Linked DNA regions of Mus musculus: region 1 is linked to region 2. The links are chromatin contacts, called in public HiChIP or PLAC-seq maps. All regions are on one chromosome and are shown on one strand. Each heading gives the region's core, a stretch centred on a gene start, on an enhancer-like site or on the middle of the called end of the contact. The rest is flanking DNA. Distances are from core to core; before and after follow the strand shown. Region 1 holds the start of Shoc2 (Shoc2, leucine rich repeat scaffold protein). Region 2 holds the start of Mirt1 (myocardial infarction associated transcript 1).

Region 1 (6,097 bases), core at 1,655-4,154, 480 kb before region 2:
CAATTTTATCCACAATTGATATTGATAATAGAAAACAAAACAAATTACATTTGAGGCTGGAAAGATGGCTCAGCAGTTTAAGAACATTATGGCTGCTCTTGTAGAGAAGCAGAGCTTTATTCCCAGCACACAGGTGGCCACTCACAAGCGTCTGTAACTCCAGTCCCTGGGTGTGTGACATCTCCTGGCCTCTGTCAAGTGTCCATGTGCTGCACATACACAAGCAAGGAAAAGCTCATGCACGTAAGGATAAACGCGCTCACATCTCAGCAACAGCCAGCAGCCACCCTGAGGTTAGCTCATATAGAATAGAATAGTGACTAGCTAGAAGAGGGAAAGCCATCGTCCTGAGACACATAAAGAACAGCTATCGATTGATTGATTGATTGATTGATTGATCAATCGCAGGACTAGGAAAATCAAACCCAGGGAATTGTACATGTTATGTAAACACTCTACTACTGAGCTACACCCTCAACCCAATGTGATAATATGTTAAATGAATTTCTACAAGCACATCAAAAATCATAATTTTCCTGTTCCTATTTAAAAATAAAGTACCTCAAATTTATGACTGGTTTGAAGTTCACATGCTGACTTATGATCTATACTTGCCACAATTACCAAAAACAGTTCTGATCTAATTTCTGATTATGACATCTAAGAAAAACAAAGTAAAATGTAATCCAGGTTGGAAATACTAATGTCTCTCTTTATACCATCTTTCAATACATACTAACTTCTGAGTAATGAAAGAAAAACACTGAGAATATCATAAAGGAAATGCCAAATGTGACAAATATAGTTTCTTCAGAAACTTAAGCATCAGGGATAAATGTACTTGGCTAGAGTGAGGTCAAGACTAACTTCAAACTGAGATTGCAAGAGTGTGATTTCATGTTACTTTTTTTTTTTTTTGGTTTTTAGAGACAGGGTTTCTCTGTATAGCCCTGGCTGTCCTGGAACTCACTTTGTAGACTAGGCTGGCCTCGAACTCAGAAATCCGCCTGCCTCTGCCTCCTGAGTGCTGGGATTAAAGGGGTGTGCCACTACGCCCGGAATATCATGTTACCTTTAAGTTACATTTAGTCCTTTAAAAGGTAGAAACCTTAAACAAAACCCTTTATTTCTGTCTCTTTTACTTTGCAAATGCATACTCAAACTAAAATAAAAATACTTTATGTCTTAATAAGTTTGGAAGACTTCTCACTGAGAAAGTTTTGAGTGTGCAGCCTAAACCCGTGGTGGTGAATGACTGACGAACGTACGCATTTAGGTAGTTTATCTTTAACTCTCATATGAAAAATAAAAACATTTGAAGAATTCAAATATAGTTGCAATTTAATTTGTAGAGTTGGTGAACATTACAAATTGTGAATAGCTAAACCTCTAAGTTTCTTCAAATACATAGCAAAGAACAGTTACAAAGGCAATGCCAGGGAGGGGTGACTGAAGGAATGAGTGTACTAGTAAACGCAGGTCTTTAAAAATCAAACATCTTTGTCAGGGCTGATGACTTACACACAAAAACACTTGCTTGCACAAGTCTACCATTCGATTCTGAAAAACAGCTAAGTTTTTGATTCGGCAATCCTTCCGGGTAGATGCTAGAACTTCTGACATCCACAAAGAGTGTACGCGATTACACCGGTGTAAGCTCCCAGATTAACCATCCTGCTGCAGACCAATGTACCACACAGTCCACATTTGCAAGCTGATTTTTTACTTCCCTTGAGTCCTCAAAAATACTTGTGGGGATAGGTCGCAAAACAGGGTTTCCTCTTTTATTTTCATCACCTTCATAATGATACAAACCAATGGGAAGAAAATCGAATCTCCCAAATGTAAAGGTGAGATGAGATGAAAAAAAAAAAAAAAAAAAAAAAAACACACCCCAAAAGCATCTTCTTTCCGATTCCCAAATAGACAAGCAATTCCACCTGTTTGTAAACCCCCCACTTGCACTGTTAACACAAACCTCTGCGGAGAGGGACGGGGGAGCGAGGGGAGAGGGAGAGAGAGAGAGAGGCGGGCGAATTACTGCTTTGGAGTCCTTATTCTTCTACCTAGGCATGGGGGAGGGGATGGTACAAAACAATGGATACCGAGGGGCTAGGGGGAAAATCTTTTTGCCCTGCAGCCTCCTGCGTTCCGAGCTGGGGGCGGGGAGTTACACTACTTTTCCTCCAGCCCTCAAAGCCGACACGGAGATTGCCACCAGGCGTGTTTAGCAGGGCGGTCTCTGCGGCCACAACTCCTTTCACTCGGCAACACACCCAACGCCGAACCCACCACTCGTCCCGCAGGGTCTGCGAGGAGGAGACCGCTCAGCGCCGAGGACTTTGGGGTGGAGGCGCAGAGACCCCACCCCACAGCCCTACGGCCGCGCCCGCCCTCCCGCCCGCCCGCCCGCCCGGCGCCAAGCGTCCTCGCGACCCGGGCAGCCCCGCAGTCCCGGCCGGGAGGCGCCGAGAGACCGGAGCAGCCGGAGCGCGACTGACTCGCCGCCCCGGGCCCGCGCCCGCGCCCCGGCGCTGTCCCGGCCGCCCGCTCCGCAGTAGGCCCGGCCCGGCGCTGTCAGGGGGCAGCCTGCCGCTCCCCGTGTCCCGCCCGCCGGCCCCGCGCGGGCAGCGGCTCCGAGGCTCCGGCGCCCCGGGCCGTGGCACCCCGGAAAGCGGCCGCGGCGCCTCCCAGGGCCCCGACCCCTCAGGCCTCGCCCCGGCTCCGGCGGCTCGCGCCTGTCAGGACGTGTGGGCCTCCCCTTACCGACGGCCGGCCGGGCCCCCCGACAGGCAGGAAAGCAGAGAACCGGCCCACGGGCGCTCCTGTGCCGCTCCCGCCCCAGGCTGCCGTCCGGAGCCCGGACTCCACCATCCCTGCTCACCTCCTTCCTCCTCCTCGTCCTCCGCTCCCCGAGCGACGCTCCCCTGCCACCGCCCCCCCGCCCCTCCCCCACTCGCCCCGCCCCTCCACACACTCTGGCTCCAATCGCCCCGCCCCAGCCCCCTTGAGCGAGCCTGGGCATTCGCTAGGGAGGAGGGATGGGCGGAGCCAGAGCAAAAGCAGTCACCCAATCAGAGGGAAACCTTGGCGCCAGCTTCCCTGTCCCCGCCCTTTTCCTTTCCTCCGCGGCAGTGCGCGGTCTCCCGCCCACTGGGCGCCGCTGGCTAGCTCCGCCACAGAGAAAAGCCTCCAGCCGGGTAGAGAAACGACTCCCAGTCGGAAGTTACGGTTGAAGCCCAGGCAGCCATAATTGATGATGGCAGGAGGCGTTTCCTGTCACCCGTTTGACGTACGTTTTTCCTGCTTTTGGTTCCCCGTTACCCCAGGCAACAGCAGAGCGGTCTGGAAAGGGATGCACCTGTAAGTATACTTACGGAGGATGTGCACACACACAGTCCACACTGGGCGAGTTAATTCGCGATCGGGAACTGCCGGTTTGCTTGCCAGACCCTTTACGGAGCCCCTGATCGCTTACCTAGAACTACAGTTTAGGGCTTCAAAACTCCCTCGCACCGGAAGTTGCGCTTGCACTTCCTAGTAGGGTCATGGCCAGGAGGTGGGAGTAGCCGGACCCCGCCTGCGCCCCAGGGGGTGCCTCCTCTCCCAGAGCTGACGAGTGAGGTAAGTGTCCCTGACGCCCTACAGCAGGGCCGGCCAGGCCGGATGAACCGCAGGGAGGGAGCTGGGAGAAGACTAAGCGGAGGCCCCGGGCCGCTTCCGCTGGCAGAGGGTTTCCTTTCCGGCTGGTGGGGCGGTGGCCAGCCTTCCCTCCGCCCCTCTGAGGTTCCCTGTAGGGCGAGGCAGCCGGATCGGCCGCCGGGCGAGGCCAGGCCCGCAGTCCCTAGGTCTGCACAGTGGGGCACGGTGCACGCCTCCTCGAGTTCCTGTCGAGTACAGTACTTTCACTCCCTGGCCTTTAGAAACTCCAAATTTTGGGAACCAAAGAAACCGGTTTCCACCCCAGCTATCAAAGAAAAAGATGACTTCCCTGAGCCAACCCGCAAAGCAAAACCTTCCCTTTCATCTTTGATTTTTCTTCCCTTTCTGTCCTGCCTCCCCTTTCTGAGCTCTATGTAAGCTTCAACTAGAAGTCTGGGTTAGGGTATATTGAAGTAGTTAGTCCTGGGTGTTTACGATTGTGAATATCCTTTTAAAGGACATTTTAAAAATATTTAAAATGCTTTATGTGTCTCCAAGACATTGTCTCATGTAGTTCCTTCTGTGGACGTTTGGAGTCAAGAAGTCAATCGTTCTGATAACTACAGATTGGATTCCTAAAGGTGCAAGAAAAAAAAAAAGAACAATTTTCAGGTAAATTGAAATATGCTTATACCTAACCAAACGAAAATTAAAGTACAAATCTACCTTCTCTACCTATGTTCCAGAAAAAAAAATGAAGTAATCCTGTTCTCCTGAGGTTTACTGTTGTAGTCAGCTGTCACCTTTTGTGATGTGTGTCCATTTACCTGCTTGGTAATTGTTAAGATTCTGCTATGTACACATTTCTTTCCTATTCATATTCCAACTTTAGTACTATCTAGAAGTCATTTATAGGTCTGCAGTTAGGCAGACCCTAACATAAATTTGCTAAGAATTTCGAAGTTGAGAATCTGCAGAATACAGTATTCTTACAACCAAGAAAAGTGGCAATTTTGTAAAACAGAATACAGAGAATATATAAATCAAACTCCTGTCAAAGTTTTGTATTATACATGGACATTGCCACCTTAGAACTTTAGATCGTCTTCCCCTCTGCGACACTGACATTTTTAAGAAGTCATCACAGAGGTATTGTTGGAAAGGGATTCCTTTTCTTATTTCATGCAAACCAGAAGTTAGACTGGAGGCCTGACTGACTGTGTAAGTACTGGGTTCTCAGACGCAGCTCCATGTGCCGGCGCCTCCTGTCACTAGTAGAGTCCATCCCACCTGTCAAGCTGAGGGTTTGGCTTTGATTTGCCTCTGTGTGTAGAGTATTTCATAGTGCTCTAGGCTGGCAGTATAGACTGTCTCCCTTTAATAAATGTTGCTACTTTGCCTATGCTTTAAGCTGATGCAATGAAATCTACAGCAGAGTATACTGATGTCAGCATAGTTTCTTGAGTTTCAAGTCCTGGCACCCTGCAGACTGCTGTTGAAAGATGTATAGCTCTGTAATTCAAATATGTGAATCTTGATGTTATCTTGGCAGATACCAAGGTAACTATTGTCCATCTGGCCACAGTCCAATTTAGGCAATGGTATTTTCTCCCTGAAATTCTTCTGTAAGACCTCATTGGTCCTGTTGTTTCTGTGATAGCTTTCTGGTAGTAAAGATTGCGTATTAAAAATTGCAAAATCAAGATTAAACTTAGCACTTAGTTCATTAGGAACATGCCCTGCCCAGTGAATAGAGAACTGTGGGATTTAGTTTATAATCACAAGAGAAAACCGCCCAAGAACGCAGAGCTCATGTCGTTCTCCTGCCCCACACTCACTTTTCATCCTGAAAGTTAAAAGGAATCTCTTAGGTTATCGTAGAATGCTGTCAGCCATCATACAGAAAGTTAAAATAACATGTTTCAATAGTTCTTTGTATAGGAGGAAGTGTGCTCCTCTATGATTGTGAAACAATCTTAATACCGAGTTCAGGAAGGCTAAATAATATAATAGTTAAAACTAGGTTTTAGAATCAGGCCTGGATTTGAGGAATATGCCCATCCACTAGCTAAGGGTCTCTGGGCTTCAAACGAAATTTGAACAGAATTCAAGTATTATATAAAGTACTTTAGCTTGCTTCAGAGCATACCGTATGTGGTCAGAGTATGATTATTATTAACTTCTAAAGCAGTGTCTAATTTAGGCACATATTGGGCATTAAAATATTTAGAAAGTTAGTGTGTGAGAGAGAGATCGCCAAGTTCAATGTCAAACACATAAAAAGATTCTAATTCAGTGATTCTTGAGGACTTTAGGAAAAAGAATGTATATTTTTTAGTGATGACACAAGGTTTTTATACAGAATTTCTGAGATTTGAGGACTGTCATTTGAAAATGTAAACTATCTAGTTCTCTTTTCTTATATACTATGGAAATAGCTAACCAGCTATCTCAG
Region 2 (5,684 bases), core at 636-3,135:
TCTGCCTGAACAATGAGTATAAAACTCTTCATTGTCTACATTTCCAACAGCACTCACAACTCTGAGCTTCTGCTGGAATTGCTCTGGGCTCTGAATTAAAGCATTCTAGACTTTCTCTAGCATGCTTCTCCAAATGCTGCTACATCTCTTAAACAAACTAATTCCAAAAGCTTAAGTACCACCTGTCCTAGATTAGTAACAGCAACAACCCCACTCCTGGTACTAATTTTCTACTTTTAGCATATTATTACAAAACCACCTGGACAGCAATTTAAGGGAGGAAAGATTTAATTTGGTTTATGGCTTTCAGGAGTCTGTGGTTTCTTAGTCCCCCACACACATGCAGAGCATCACGACAGCAGAAATACATGACAGAGAAGTTTCTTTACCTCATGATGGAGAAGTTTCTTTACCTCATGATGGACAGGAATCACATGACCCCAGTGACATATGTCTCTTACTAGGCCTCATCTTTTGAAATTTCCATTTCTCAAAACTGGGCCATCAGATGGAAATGTTTAACAAATCAGCCTTCTTGGGAAGGGGATATTTTGTATTCAAATCATAACATATATACTTGTCAAATGTGTTGTTTGGGGAGTAAGGATGAGGAGAACAGCATATCTTTGTTGCAGATGATGTGATCTATTTCCCACCTTTATTGCAGATGTAATCTGTTTCCCGAGTGATTTCAGTCTGTGTCTGGTTGAATACCGTGATCCAGAACACACAGACATGGAGGGTGGCCTATACTAATGACTTATCATCAACTTACAGATTCCATGCTTCACATCGACCGAACTTGTGCTTCATAGCTGCACAAGGGTTCTCTCTTTATATTCTGCAAATCTTTGGGGACAATGGGTGCAAAGGGTCCCCAACCCCCTCTCTTCAAAATACAGTTCTGCTGTGCTGACTTCCAGGTACTGAGGTACAAAAGGAAATTGTTCTGACCAATAGAAACCTTCTCACTGGCATGTACTGTTTATTGGTTTTTACCTAAGAGGTAGTTCTGGCCAAAAGATGCCCTGGAGGGATATTTGAGCATCGGGTCCAGGTGAATCCCTGATCCTTCCTCCATTTCTATTTTCCTATCAATAAAGTATGTGTGTGGTTTGGGTTAAACATGACATGTAGATGTCCCTCCTGCTTTGACATCCTAGGAATCAGCTGCCCTGCCTCGAAGACCTGGGAAGCAGCCCAGAAGCTAGGAGGTCATGTCTTAGAGGAATTAGGGGTCTGGCCCAAGTCCATCACTCTATGATCAAGCCTACCTTTAACCAGGCTACTGGGCTCCAGGGCTACTATGGTCTTAGCTCTTAAACAATGATGTCCTCCAACAGCAGGGTCATACAAATGGTCTACCCAGGCATGAGGAGGCTTAGAGTCTGTAGGAAAATGACAAATAATAATAATAAACTTATCAGAGCAATGCTCAGCCATTGAGTCATTCTCATGACAAAGTCATCTCCAAGGAGTGGGGTGCCCTTGCTGCAGCCCCACCTTAGAATTGTACCCATGGTTGCCCCGTCACACTCTTCCTGTGGTCATGTGAGGGTTTTTCTTGCAAAGAAAGCTACTCTGAGAAAGGAAATGAGAAGAGGGAAGGTATCTTGGGTCAGGGAGGCGAGCCTCTGTTATCCAGTCTCACCAGCCAGGATGAAAAAACTCATGGAAATGTGGTCTCGGTGATGGGTCAGTTCATTTACCTCAGGCTGAAAATAGGTGTGTTTCCCCCAGCAGGTGACTCAGCAGGCCCAAGGAGTTCCTCTAGTAAGAGGAAGTGGGGTGCTCAAGGGCCCTGATTTCCCCTAGGTGCCACAACAACAGGAAGGGGCTGATAACAGAACCGTTGCTTGCATTTCACAACTTCCTGGGCCAGCTGACTTTCTCATGCTCTCTTCCCACAAGCCAACAGTTCCAAAGCCGTGAGATTTCTGCTTCTGCCAACCTAGAGCTGAACGGTGCACCATCTCAGTGACAGCTTCCTTGCAGGTTTTAAAGAGCGGCATAAGGGAGCATGTCTCAGAGTGTGTATGTGTGTATGTGTGTGTGTGGGGGGGGGGGGGGGTGTCCATGTGTATGTACAGATCTGACTGGTCCGGGGGAAAAAGCAGGCTGTGTGTTGCCCATCCTGAGGGCTCCCTTGGCCTCTGACCTCCTTCCCTGACTCCCACCCACCCACATACACTGTGGACTGAGGAGGGCAGCTGCCTCTCTGATCCTGCGCTGGGCTGTTCTGTACTCTAGGGAATTCCACATACCCCCTTCTCCTTGCCCTGTGCTCTTCAGAAAGCAGCAGTCTTAAGGTACCAGGTACTTCTCTGAGGCTCACTGGAAGCTGAGAATCAAGGCAGCTCCTTGAGAACAGAGCCTCATCTCTGGCATCTGTCCAGTTAGGTTGGCATAATTACACGAGGCAATGAGGAACACGAGAGACCTAATGTATGCTCCTAACTCTGCCATTTCTTGCTATGTGACCTTGAACACAGCAATTCCCTCTGGTCTCTCATTTCTCCTCCTTCTCCCTATTTGTCTTTTCTGTACATAGGGGTCAAATCTAAGATATGGTACAATGATTTGCCACTAAACTAAACCACATGCCCAGACCTGTGTGTGTGTGTGTGTGTGTGTGTGTGTGTGTGTGTGTGTGTGTAGAGAGAGAGAGAGAGAGAGAGAGAGAGAGAGAGAGACTTGTTCTTGATATGAGCCCACCTAACCTTGAACTCAAGGTCCTCCTACCCCATCACTCGAGGGCTAGGATTATATCTATCTCTACTTATTTATTTTTTTCAAAAAATTAATTTAATTTTAGGCTGGGCCTGGTATCTATGTATACATTCCAGAAACAGAAAAACAACTATGGAAGACTAAAGAAACCCATGTAGAGGCTGAGGGATGGCTGGGCAAGTCAAGGCACTTACCTCTTACATTTGATAGCTTGAGTTCTATCTCTAGAGTCTAGGATGGATGGACTCTCAAAAGTTGGTCCTCTACGCTACACAGACCTAGAGCCACTGCATGTGTGCACATACTCCTCTCTGACACACACAATGATGATGATGGTGTTGATGAAGGTGATGATGATGATGGTGGTGGTGGTGGCCGTGATGATGACGATGTCATCCAGTAAGTCTTAGTACTGCCTTCTAACAAAACCTTCCACATTTCTTCACCTTTGTCTCTAGGCTGACCTACTTTGACCAATGACTTTCAGGATTGTCCTCCTCCAAGCCAACTGCCACATGTGAACGCTAGCCTGCTGGAAAGGGCACACGGAGAATAGTGGTGTCATGAGTGATAGCCCCAACCAGTGACCAGTTGAGTGATGGAAGCCACCTTCCACAGGCAAGCCAATGAACCAAAAATTTGAGTGAGTTCAGCCTAAATTGCTTGAAGCAGAGATGAACCACCATGGTGAGCCTTGACCAAGTTGTCACCCATAGAACTGTGAAAAATTAAGTGATTCGTGTTTATTTATGTGTAAGTGGAGGGAAGCATGTGCCTGGTGCACATAGGTAGAGATAAGAGAACAATGAACGTTAGTGCTGGTCCTCAGGCACTTTGGGTCTTTCATTGGCCTAGAACTTTCCAGGCACATAAGGCTAACCAGCCCATGAGGCTACCAGGGCTCTGTCTGTCTCCTGTCTCCCATCCTGCTGATTCTGGGACCACAGATGTATCCCGCTATACTTGGCTTTTTATGTGGATTCTAGGGGCCAGAACTCATATCCTCAGATCTGCAAGGCTTGGTTGACTGAGCCATAATCCCAGCGCTGGCTATAATGAATCTTTTGTTTGTTTGTGAGCCCAGCCTGCAAGGGCTGAGCCATCTCCCATGCCTTGCTTATTTCGTGTTTTGTTTTTAGCTACTGAGTTTTGGGGGATGATTTCCTCTAATACCTATTGACTATTTCCAACGCGCTAAAAAACAGAGCTGAGTCTTAAGTACAGTCTCATTAGTCCCTGTGACAAGCACGTCATAGATTTATTAATCCTAATCTCTGCTCTTAGAGAGGACGATACTGATGCCAAGAAAAAGGGGTTGGGCGTTCAAGGTCAAAGAACAGGTGGGCAAGGGAATAGGAGCTGGCGAGCAGGCTGTGCCAGATGCAAGTCAAGTCCACAGTCAAGTCCTGATGTCACCCACAGAACCCAAACGATCCCGTTCTTGCTTTCATCCAGTTCATGGTTTGTGCAAGAGACTAATAAGGAAGAGACAGAAATCAACATGAATAGATACAATGCTCTGAGATAGGCAGGTGTTTGTTTGGTGAGGTCACAGGGCCAGAAATGTGGAGCAGTGAGCTGAGAACATATTCCTATAAGGTCTACGAGGTCAGGGCTGGGTCAGGCTTCCGTCAGCAGCAAAGTTAGACAGTGGTTGGGCTAGACTTGTTCCAAGGCTTGAATGGTCCACAGTCCCCCACTAATATCCTGGAAATACTGCACCAGAGGGTGGAGGTCCTGGATCTGAGGCTGTATCCATGATGAATAGCTTGATCCTAGAGGCCTCTTCTCCACTCTTCACAGAGTTCCGTCCCAGAGAATGTTCCCTGGAGTCCCTCATGGTCACCTATGTTCCTTTAGGTTTTATTTAGTTTCAAATTGAGTATGCGTCCAGATTCGATGGACAACGTCTAAGTATACTACTATAAATGGTGACAACCATAATAATGCATATGCTTTCAAATGCAGGTAGCGAATGACTAGATAGTCATAGATCTCATGTTACCCTGCTCCAGGGCCCTCGGAGGCTGTCCCTCCATTTTAGTCTCTTTCTGACGTCCTTGCTCAAGGGGCTTTCGGGACAGGGGTACGCAGAGTTCCCTCTTGCTGAGTCAGCGCTTGTGGTGCAGACCGCCTGTAAGCACAGGTAACCATTTCCTCTCTGGATTCCTTCTTTTCTTCCAAATATGGTTGAAGGCCCGTTGTGGGAGGCTCTAAGCACTGCTTGATTTAGACCTGGAAAAAAAAAAAAAACAAAAAACCAAAGAATTTATGTTTGGCTGGTCGCCTGGCATTCTACAGTTTGAAGAAAAAAAAAATGCTTACTGGGTAAAGGGACTGGACTCTCCACTTTCCTAGGCAAATAATTTAGGGTGTGTGTTGGGGGTCAGGGGAGTGCACAAACAGCCCGGGCTGTGTCACCCTGTGGTTCTGGTTTGTGGCTAACCTTGTTACAGATTACAGTCAGAACTCAGAGTTCATCTAGGTGGCGTCTGTGGACATGGGCGTTCTCAATTTTCATTCCTCTGCTTGGGGCAGTGAGAAATGAAGATTATACCCAGGAAGGAACATGAGCCCCAGGGATTTTCCTCTGCTCTTCACCCCTCCTTCCCCTACCCTCAGCCCTCACATCAGGGGTAAGCCCCAGTAGCTATACTCTGAGGCCTGGCTCTGTCAGAACACACTAGAAACTGAGCCGTCTACCTTCCCAGAACACCTAGAGACTCTGAGCTGGCTGTTGGAACACCCTGCTTCAGTACACAATACAGACCAATAGGAAATGCAGGCCAAGGAAAGGGGCTGAGCAGCGAGGCGGGAATGACGAGAATGTGGGCCTGAATCACCTGCTCAGGACCCTGCGCAGGAAGGAAAAGGGTGTAGAAGTGTGGAAGGATAAGTGAGGTCAGGTCAAGGTATGCAAAAGGCTTCTTAGCTCATCCTCGGCCAGGGGCCAA

The links. HiChIP or PLAC-seq counts read pairs in DNA pulled down with a chosen protein or histone mark.
Region 1: a contact with region 2 is called in an HNF4G HiChIP or PLAC-seq map of pancreatic cancer cells. The contact joins the promoter of Shoc2 here to the promoter of Mirt1 in region 2. A contact is called at or near these places in 1 of 484 Hi-C or Micro-C datasets (CD4 T cells) and 2 of 115 datasets of contacts at active chromatin or transcription factors (extraembryonic endoderm stem cells and pancreatic cancer cells).

The regions. Positions count from the first base shown.
Region 1 is chr19:53,941,683-53,947,779 of GRCm38.p6, reverse strand. Shoc2 (Shoc2, leucine rich repeat scaffold protein) reads right to left here and starts at 2,904. Exons shown (of 9, transcript NM_019658.6): 1 at 2,767-2,904. Bbip1 (BBSome interacting protein 1) reads left to right here and starts at 3,153. Exons shown (of 4, transcript NM_001195338.1): 1 at 3,153-3,624; 2 at 4,201-4,314.
Region 2 is chr19:53,460,997-53,466,680 of GRCm38.p6, reverse strand. Mirt1 (myocardial infarction associated transcript 1) reads left to right here and starts at 1,885. Exons shown (of 10, transcript NR_028427.1): 1 at 1,885-1,995; 2 at 3,189-3,373. It overlaps 4833407H14Rik (RIKEN cDNA 4833407H14 gene), which reads right to left. Exons shown (of 2, transcript NR_167900.1): 2 at 3,950-4,965.